Regions from separate parts of the Oryctolagus cuniculus genome. Here region 2 is linked to region 1. The links are chromatin contacts, called in public Hi-C maps. All regions are on one chromosome and are shown on one strand. Each heading gives the region's core, a stretch centred on a gene start, on an enhancer-like site or on the middle of the called end of the contact. The rest is flanking DNA. Distances are from core to core; before and after follow the strand shown. Region 1 overlaps NEO1 (neogenin 1). Region 2 has its middle 88 kb from the start of NEO1.

Evidence for each region. Hi-C and Micro-C count contacts between places; a contact is called where the count stands out from the background.
Region 2: a Hi-C map of psoas muscle shows a contact between it and region 1, with 6 times the contacts expected there. The contact joins two enhancer-like sites. A contact is called at or near these places in 3 of 6 Hi-C or Micro-C datasets (ear pinna, psoas muscle and an unstated tissue).

Annotation. Positions count from the first base shown.
Region 1 is chr12:110,127,426-110,131,283 of mOryCun1.1, forward strand. The region is part of intron 5 of NEO1 (neogenin 1); the gene reads right to left. Among named protein-coding and RNA genes, the nearest start is that of NEO1, 110 kb to the right of the region's middle. Within about 2 kb of position 2,551, at least 1 of the 8 cell types and tissues checked has an H3K27ac peak or open chromatin away from gene starts, as enhancers often do.
Region 2 is chr12:110,320,569-110,324,283 of mOryCun1.1, forward strand. No RefSeq gene overlaps it. Among named protein-coding and RNA genes, the nearest start is that of NEO1, 88 kb to the left of the region's middle. Within about 2 kb of position 1,928, at least 5 of the 8 cell types and tissues checked have an H3K27ac peak or open chromatin away from gene starts, as enhancers often do.

The sequences.
Region 1 (3,858 bases), core at 1,301-3,800:
ATTAAAATTTTAAAAAATAATTTTAAAAGCTTTAATATAGTGGTGTAGTAGGCTAAGCCTCCACCTGCAGCGCCAGCATCCCATGTGGGTACTGGTTTGACTCCTGGCTGTTCCACTTCTGATCCAGCTCCCTGCTAATGCACCTGGGAAAGCAGCAGAGATGGCCCAAGTGCTTGGGCCCCTGCACCCACGTGGGAGACAGGGAAGAAAATTCTGACTTTGAATCAGCTCAGGTCCGGCTATTGCAGCCATTTGAGGAATAAACCAGTGGATGGAAGACCTTTCTCTCTGTCCCTCTCTCTGTAACTCTCCCTCTCAAATAAAATCTTTAAACAAATAATAATAATAAAAAAAGCACTACTATGAGACCCAGTTGTAAGAAAGAACAATGCAATGTAAGACAGAATAGAGGGGCTGGTTCCGTGGCTCACTTGGTTAATCCTCCACCTGCGGCGCCAGCATCCCATATGGGTGCCGGGTTCTAGTCCTGGTTGCTCCTCTTCCAGTCCAGCTCTCTGCTGTGGCCCGGGAAGGCAGTGGAGGATGGCCCAAGTGCTTGGATCCCTGCACCCGCATGGGAGACTGGGAGGACGCACCTGGCTCCTGGCTTCAGACTGGCGCAGCACCAGCCGTGGCGGCCGTGTGGGGAGTAAACCAACGGAGGGAGGACCTTTCTGTCTGTCTCTCTCACTGTCTATAACTCTGTTAAATAAATAAATAAGACAGAAGAGAAACGGAGGACAGACATCAGGGTCTCGACCACGGGTGCGGTGCTGGAGACGGCACAGGAGACCCAGGTGACTCCAGTCATTTCTCAGGGTCATAAGTCAGACTCTGGGCACAGAAACTCTGCTTCCAAAATACAAGAGAAGAAAACCAGCTAGGCCCATGATCCTTACTGAGTTAGAACTTACACATAAAAATTACTTTCCAGAATACTTTTTTAAATGCTTAGACTATGACTGCCAATTCAAGGAATGAACTTCCGGCACTGTGGCGTAGCAGGCAAAGCTGCCGCCTGCAGTGCCGCCATCCCGTATGGGCGCAGGTTCAGGTTCCAGCTGCTCTACTTCCGATCAGCTCTCTGCTATGGCCTGAGAAAGCAGTAGAAGTAGAAGAGGGCCCAAGTGCTTGGCCCCTGCACCCACGTGGGAGACCCAGAAGAAGCTCCTGGCTTCAGATCAGCCCAGCTCCGGCCGTTGCGGCCATTTGGGGAGTGAACCAGCAGATGGAAGACCTCTCTCTCTCTGCCTCTGCCTCTCTGTGACTCTGGCTTTCAAATAATAATAATAAAAAAAATCCTTACCAAAAAAAAGGAATGGACTTATCTGTAAAAACGATCAGGTGCCACTTTTCCCTTCAGCTTTCTGCACGAAGTCACCGAGATCGTCTGAGCGAGTCTTGGGGACAGCGCTGACACCTGACAGGAAACGCGCGTCACTTCTCTGGGTCAGCCCGCACACCCTCGGGGGGGAGGCCTGGGCGCATGTGCCACTGCATCTCTGGTGACGCTGCCTTCCGTCTCTTGCCTCTCTGTGGTCGGCACGGAATAAACATGGCTTGAAAAAGAACTCTGATGTCGCTTTTAAGGTGATCACTGAAACTATATATGTAATCCCTGACAAGAAAAACAAAATCCCAGAAGGAATGGAGGGACGAGAGTGTGGTCGCTCTACTATCCCGCCCAGCTTCCACTGGAGCAGGTTCGTGTCTGCCCATTTTAAATATCTGGCTTCCCAGTATGACTGCTCTTGAGTTTCCTGGACTTCCCGCAACACCCTAAAAACCTGAAAGCACCGACATGATCCCAACCTAAGGGATGTCTGAGGTTCCATTCACAAGGACTAGGGAAGAGCAGGACAGGTTCAGGTTCAGGTTCAGGCTGCCCTTCATCAGAAGCGCTCAGAACGCAGCCCTCTGCTCCCGACAAGTGAGAGTGACCGCCGTCTGAGAGAAGGCAGTCCTGTCCTGCTGGCACCTGAGGGGGCGGCCCCACGTGACTGCAAACCGAGATACTTGAAACCGCCCTGGGTACACACTCAGCAGTGCCGGGTGGGCGAGGGCACAGGGAAAGAAACGTAAGATCAAGCAGAAATTTGTTCTGGATAATTATTTCCCCAGATTATCTTGCCAATGCCCACACTGCAGCTTCTGGGTTTAATTTTAAGAAAGAAAGAAGTCATTTTTAATTCTTGAACCTGCTCCACCTTCTCCGCTGGTCCTAATCCTACATCTGCCTAATGAATAACAAGGAAAGGAACTAAAATAAGAGAAGGGAAAGTCTAAGAGATTGGTCTATCTAATATACGAAGCGTGCTTGCAGTGTAACTGACATCACTGAAATTCTTCCTGGCCTCTCTCTCGACCAAAGACAGCGAATCTGGAAACATCGCATGAAGTAAAACAAATACGGTTCAATAAAAGACAGCAAATAGAAGTCATTTCCTCAATGAAGCTGAACCAGATACTGGCTCAAGCTAAGCTAATCAACAAGACCCAGAGAGGGCAAACTTAGGGACGCTTGAACACCGAGGTCAAGAAAGACGAGCTAAGAAGCAATGTCAAGAACCTTCTCACTGTCTGTGGACACAGAGGCCCGGCTTTGCCCTCAGGGTGCAATCCTGCTTTTTAAATAATGAAGAGCATGTACCAACCCTGTGTCCGTGTACGTCCCAGACAGCCAGGAGTCCAGCACGCACACACGTAGGGGATCCCCTAAGAAGCTACAGTGGCCCGGGGAACGGGGTGAGGCCACGGGTCATCTGAGGGCTAGTGGCACACCACAACATCAAAACGGAGCCATCTGAGGTGTTCATCGGAATGACTGAAGCACAAAGCAGAATCCAGACAACCAGGCAAAAAAGAAGTCAAAGACAGCAGATTAGCCCAGAGGGCTTAGAAAGGGAAGACGCTGTGCACCTCAGGGACAGGGGCTGAGGCCTGCTCCCCACAGGCCCTGCACCACCCACCTTCCCCTCAGCACCACCACAGAAACGACATCCGTGAGGCATCTCCCAGGCATCTCCCTGGGAGGGGAGAGGGAGGGGAGGGGGAAGGGAGGGGGAGGGGGAAGAGGAGGGAACAGATTCCACACACTGGTTCACTTCCCTAAATGCCCAAAGAGCCAGGCTGGGTCCTGGCACACTGTCCAGGCCTCCCACGGAGGTGGCCGGGATCCAGGAACCCGATCCCCTCTCCCCTGCTGCCTCTGACATCCTGACAGCAGCTGTCCCTCACACAAAGTCCCCCTGCCTCAGGGAGGTCACCCGGGAACCAAAGCCGCAGGAGATCTGAGTTCTCAGCTGCCCTGCCCTGCCCTGACGCACAAACACCATACACAGGCAAGATCTTTAGGTATGTGGGTGGCTCCTCGGTCTGCCGCCTTCTTGCGGTCAGAAATCACGCATCTGTATTCCACACAGACGTGAGTTTAATTTTACATCACACTTCATTTTATTTCACATGGACATTCGTCTCTTCTAGAGTACCTGAAAGTGGTTAGTTACCATGGAAATGAGGCTATTGTGGTTCAGAATAAATTTACATAAGTATTAGAAAATTATTTCAAGCTTGTAAAATGTGGAATTTATTTGAAAGCCATTAAAAATGACCATTGATGCAATAAAAATCTAAGAAGAACTGCAAACCAATCCAAAATGATTCAGGTCCCAAGACAGGATTACAAAACAACTGTAAATAATTTGCTTATTTAAATAAAGCCTTCAAAAAGTGAAGTTTACAAAGTGAATACTGTCAATAGGGATAATATACTAGAAGAATGTAAACAGGGGACGGGCATTTGGCACAGCCATTAAGATGCTACTTTTGACACTGGCATCCCATATCAGAGTACATGTG
Region 2 (3,715 bases), core at 678-3,177, 190 kb after region 1:
AGGAAGAACCCGCGTGAAGACAGACTTGCAGCCTGAAGCAGCTCCCCAGCGTAACCACGGGGCTGCCCGGGGTTGCACCACTGTCGCTGCCCAGCCTTGTTGAGGAGACGCCTGGGGCGCAGCGCCAGCCCGGAACAAGACCCGATGCGGAGTGCAGGCTCCACCCACACCTGTCCCTTTTGCACCTCCATGCATTCCGCACATCCCGGGCTGCCCGTGGAGAGCTGGGGCGTGGCTGCAGCTGCACGCTTCCTGACTTGGGCAAACCAAGAATAAATCGAGGTGCAGGGGAACTTTGCACGCTGGGTATTTGGAGATGATCAGAAATTACGATTTTCAGGTGTAATAACAGAAGTGTTGTGTCCAAAAAAAGAGTCCTTCCCTTCTGGGGAGATAGACCAAGCTAGTTACAGATGAAATGACAACTGCGTTTCTTTGGCGTGCCTATCACAGATGTGGGACGGCCCTGGGCCGGGGGCTGTTGCAGCTGGGTGGGGAGTGCAGATGCACAGGTCTCTGTACTTTTGCTAATGTGTGAGGGTTTCCAGAGGGCAGGAAGAGGGTACACTGGGGGCACAGGAAGAGAGAAAACGTGAGAAGGTGATGCCGGGTCAAGCACAGGAGATGGGCAGCGGGGGAGGGAAGAGGGTGGGAGGTAGTCACCGGGCCGGACCGCAGAGGGCTTTGGCGGAGGCCTTGCGTGCTGGCCAGGTGGTACACGAAGACCCCATAAGACAGGAAGTTCTCCCTCCTGCCGGGCGCCATCCCAGTAGCAACAGGGCTCTGGGCTGGAGCAGGGAAAGCTGCCTGTGCTTCTGAGTCCCCGCGGGAACCTTCACCTGCCTCTTCCCTGGAAACTGCCGGCACGGCTTGGCCTCCCAGTTTGGCAACCTCTGGTGCTTCCCAGGGCAGGATTCCTGCACCGAGTCTCCTACAGAGCCCGTCACAAGGCCAGAAAGGTCCTCAGTAGGACTGAGGGCAGCTCAGGGCCGCTTCACCAAGACCACATGGGATGCAAGGAATTGAGAGAAGGGAAATCAAAGCACGAGACTGAACCAGCAATTAGGTCGGCTCCTGGAATCTATTTAAGGCCAATGGCCCCACGAGGGAATTTCCGCACGGCTCGGCTCGCTCTCTCTCCCCCCGCGGCCCCAGGCGGGAGCCATGCCCTTCAGGCAGAGCTCACCAGCAACACTGCAAATCCATCTTCCGGAACACGTTATCGCCATTGTGCGAAGTCCCAGCACCCCCTACTCTGGCGGGTTTATTTACATCCTGATTTATTCCTCTCCACAGCAGCCCCTGCAGATTGCACCATTTCTTTTGCAGACATTGGGGTCACGCATCAGGACGGTGCAGTGGGAGAGAACTCAGACGTGTGGAGCCACACAGATCAGTACGGAGTGACGGGGAGGCAGCCTCAGGCCTGGATGCCCTTGGCCGCTTTGTCACTGGGAAAAGGAGGCAAAGGGGAGGAAAAGGAGGTGACAGCAAAAGCAGCAGGGAGCCCCTGATCTGGCCTCCAGGACCTGCCAGGCTGGGGACCGAGTGGGGTCTCCCTGCTGCAACCCCATCAGCAGGGTGCAGGCTGCATCGGCTCCCAGGGCCCGTGCCTGCAGCTTCCTCTGACCACCCCCAGTTTGTGTCCCAGACAGACAAGGAAAGCGCCTGGAAGAAGCTGAGCTGAGGGAGAGAAATCTGTCTCTCTGGCGGTGGCCCCAGGCTGGAAGCAGAAGCCTTCCAGTGCTTTTTATAGATGACTCTTTTTTTTTTTTTCTTTTTTGGCTAGCAAAGCTGAGTGCTGGCAAACTCCCCTCCTTTTCATTGGCATGCTTATCACACTGCGTTTTCCCTCTCCTCCCAGACCCGTGAAGACTTTCTTTTTAAGGGAAGGATCAGCTGCGCCTCGGAGGCCACCTCCTCGCAGGGCTCTGAGAGGAGCCCCCACTGGCGCTGGCTGGGCACAGCCGGGCTTCCCGCCAGGTTGCTGGTCAGATCTCAGGAGCCGCTGGCTGCCTGGAACTTGGCTTTCAACTTCCCTTTCTGGGCGGAGGCTCTGGGCCTTCAGTGTTAAAGAGAACACGTTGTGTTTGCGTGGGGTGGGTTGGACGACGACAGGCTGGCAGACGAAAGTCTAGAGCAAGGCCGGGCAGCTTTCTGGGCACGACGAGTGTTCACGTTGCGGCCGAAGCTGGAAGTTGCATCCGGAGGGAGCCACGCTGGCGTCGTGGCTGGAGGCTCCTAGCCCAGACCCCTCTCTCCCCAGAGGCTGCGGCGTACTGGAACCTGCTGCCTCAGATGCCTGAAGAAGAGGAGGCAAACCCGGGAAAAGCTCAGACCAGGCGAACGTAATGAGAAACAGTCGCTTTAAGAGAGGGACCCGGCAAGAGGTCAGGTTCTGCTGAGCCAGGCAGAGCAGCAATTAGATGGGAGCTTAGGTTGCAGCGTGGCGGCAAAAGGGTCAAAGAGAGGGCAGGGCGGGCTGCGTGTGATTTCAGGAAGAGAGCGCCCCACAGCAGCCCTGGGAGATCAGGGAGGCGAGAAAGCCCGGAGATGCAGGAACCCCCGCGGGCGGCCGTGGCAGTGAGGAAGCTGCGTGCCGCCTGGGCTCATGAGGACGCACAGAAGAGCGCAGGGCGAGCTTGTGCGGCTTGGCTGGATGGAGCCCGGGGTTTTGTGCTAGCAGCAGGCCCGGCCAGGGGAAGGCGCAGCCTGCGGGAGGGAGGGAGTTGTTCACTTCGAGCTGGGGAATGAAGAGTTCGCCTTGCAGTGCTTAAAGTAAAATTCTCAGCCAAAGAAAAATGTGCAGCACTGAATTCTAGCAGCGAGTGGAATCGGCAGTCTTCCTGGGAAAACCCAGCTAGGAGAGCCTTCCAGTGAGAGGGAAGGTTAGCGCCAAACCTGTAATGCAGATACCCGGATCTGTGCTGAGACACAGCTTGGCACCTTTTCACCTGGCATTTAGGATCAGCTGACCGGAGAAGGGCTCTGCGGAGCAGGGGTGCAACACATGCGCTGTGCTCCCACCCCCCCCCTTCCCAGGCTCCGGCAGACAATTCCTGGGGCTGCGTGCGGAGGGAGAACTCTGGGACAAGCGTGACTTTGACTCTGAGCGTTTAAAATATACTGCCACTTACCAACAGTTTCTGCGGAAACCAGGCCATCCAAGGGAAAGGGTCTGTCTCTCTCACACACACACCCCTCCCGTGTTTCCGTCGTCTTTGTTTCCGGAGCGTGCCAGCTACTAAAGGAAGAGAAATAGGCACTGGGAAATGAGCACTTGCAGCCCCTGTGGGGTGACCCATCCCAGCAAGACTCCTCGGCAGATGCTGGGAGCATGCAGTGGGAGGCTGCCCGTGAGCTCCAGAGCCAGGAGGGTCCACGTCCCATATCACAGTTGCTTGTTGTCTCCAGGATTGAGAGCAGCCTCACTCTGAGACCCAGCCAGCACCGCCTTGACCCAGCGGTCGGTCTCGGCGGGCTGTGGACCTGGCATCCCTCCTGGGGTGATAGCCAGGAGCTGAGTACCCAGCATTGTCTATGAGGAGTGCTGGGTAAAAGTCTTGAACCTGAATCATATCGATACATCACATTTTTAAAATTGCATTCTATTTGAAAGTCAAAAGGGCACAGAAGGGAGACAGACAGATCTTCTGTTCACTGGCTCACTCCCCAAATGCCTGCAGTAGCCAAGCCAGGAGCCTCAAACTCAATC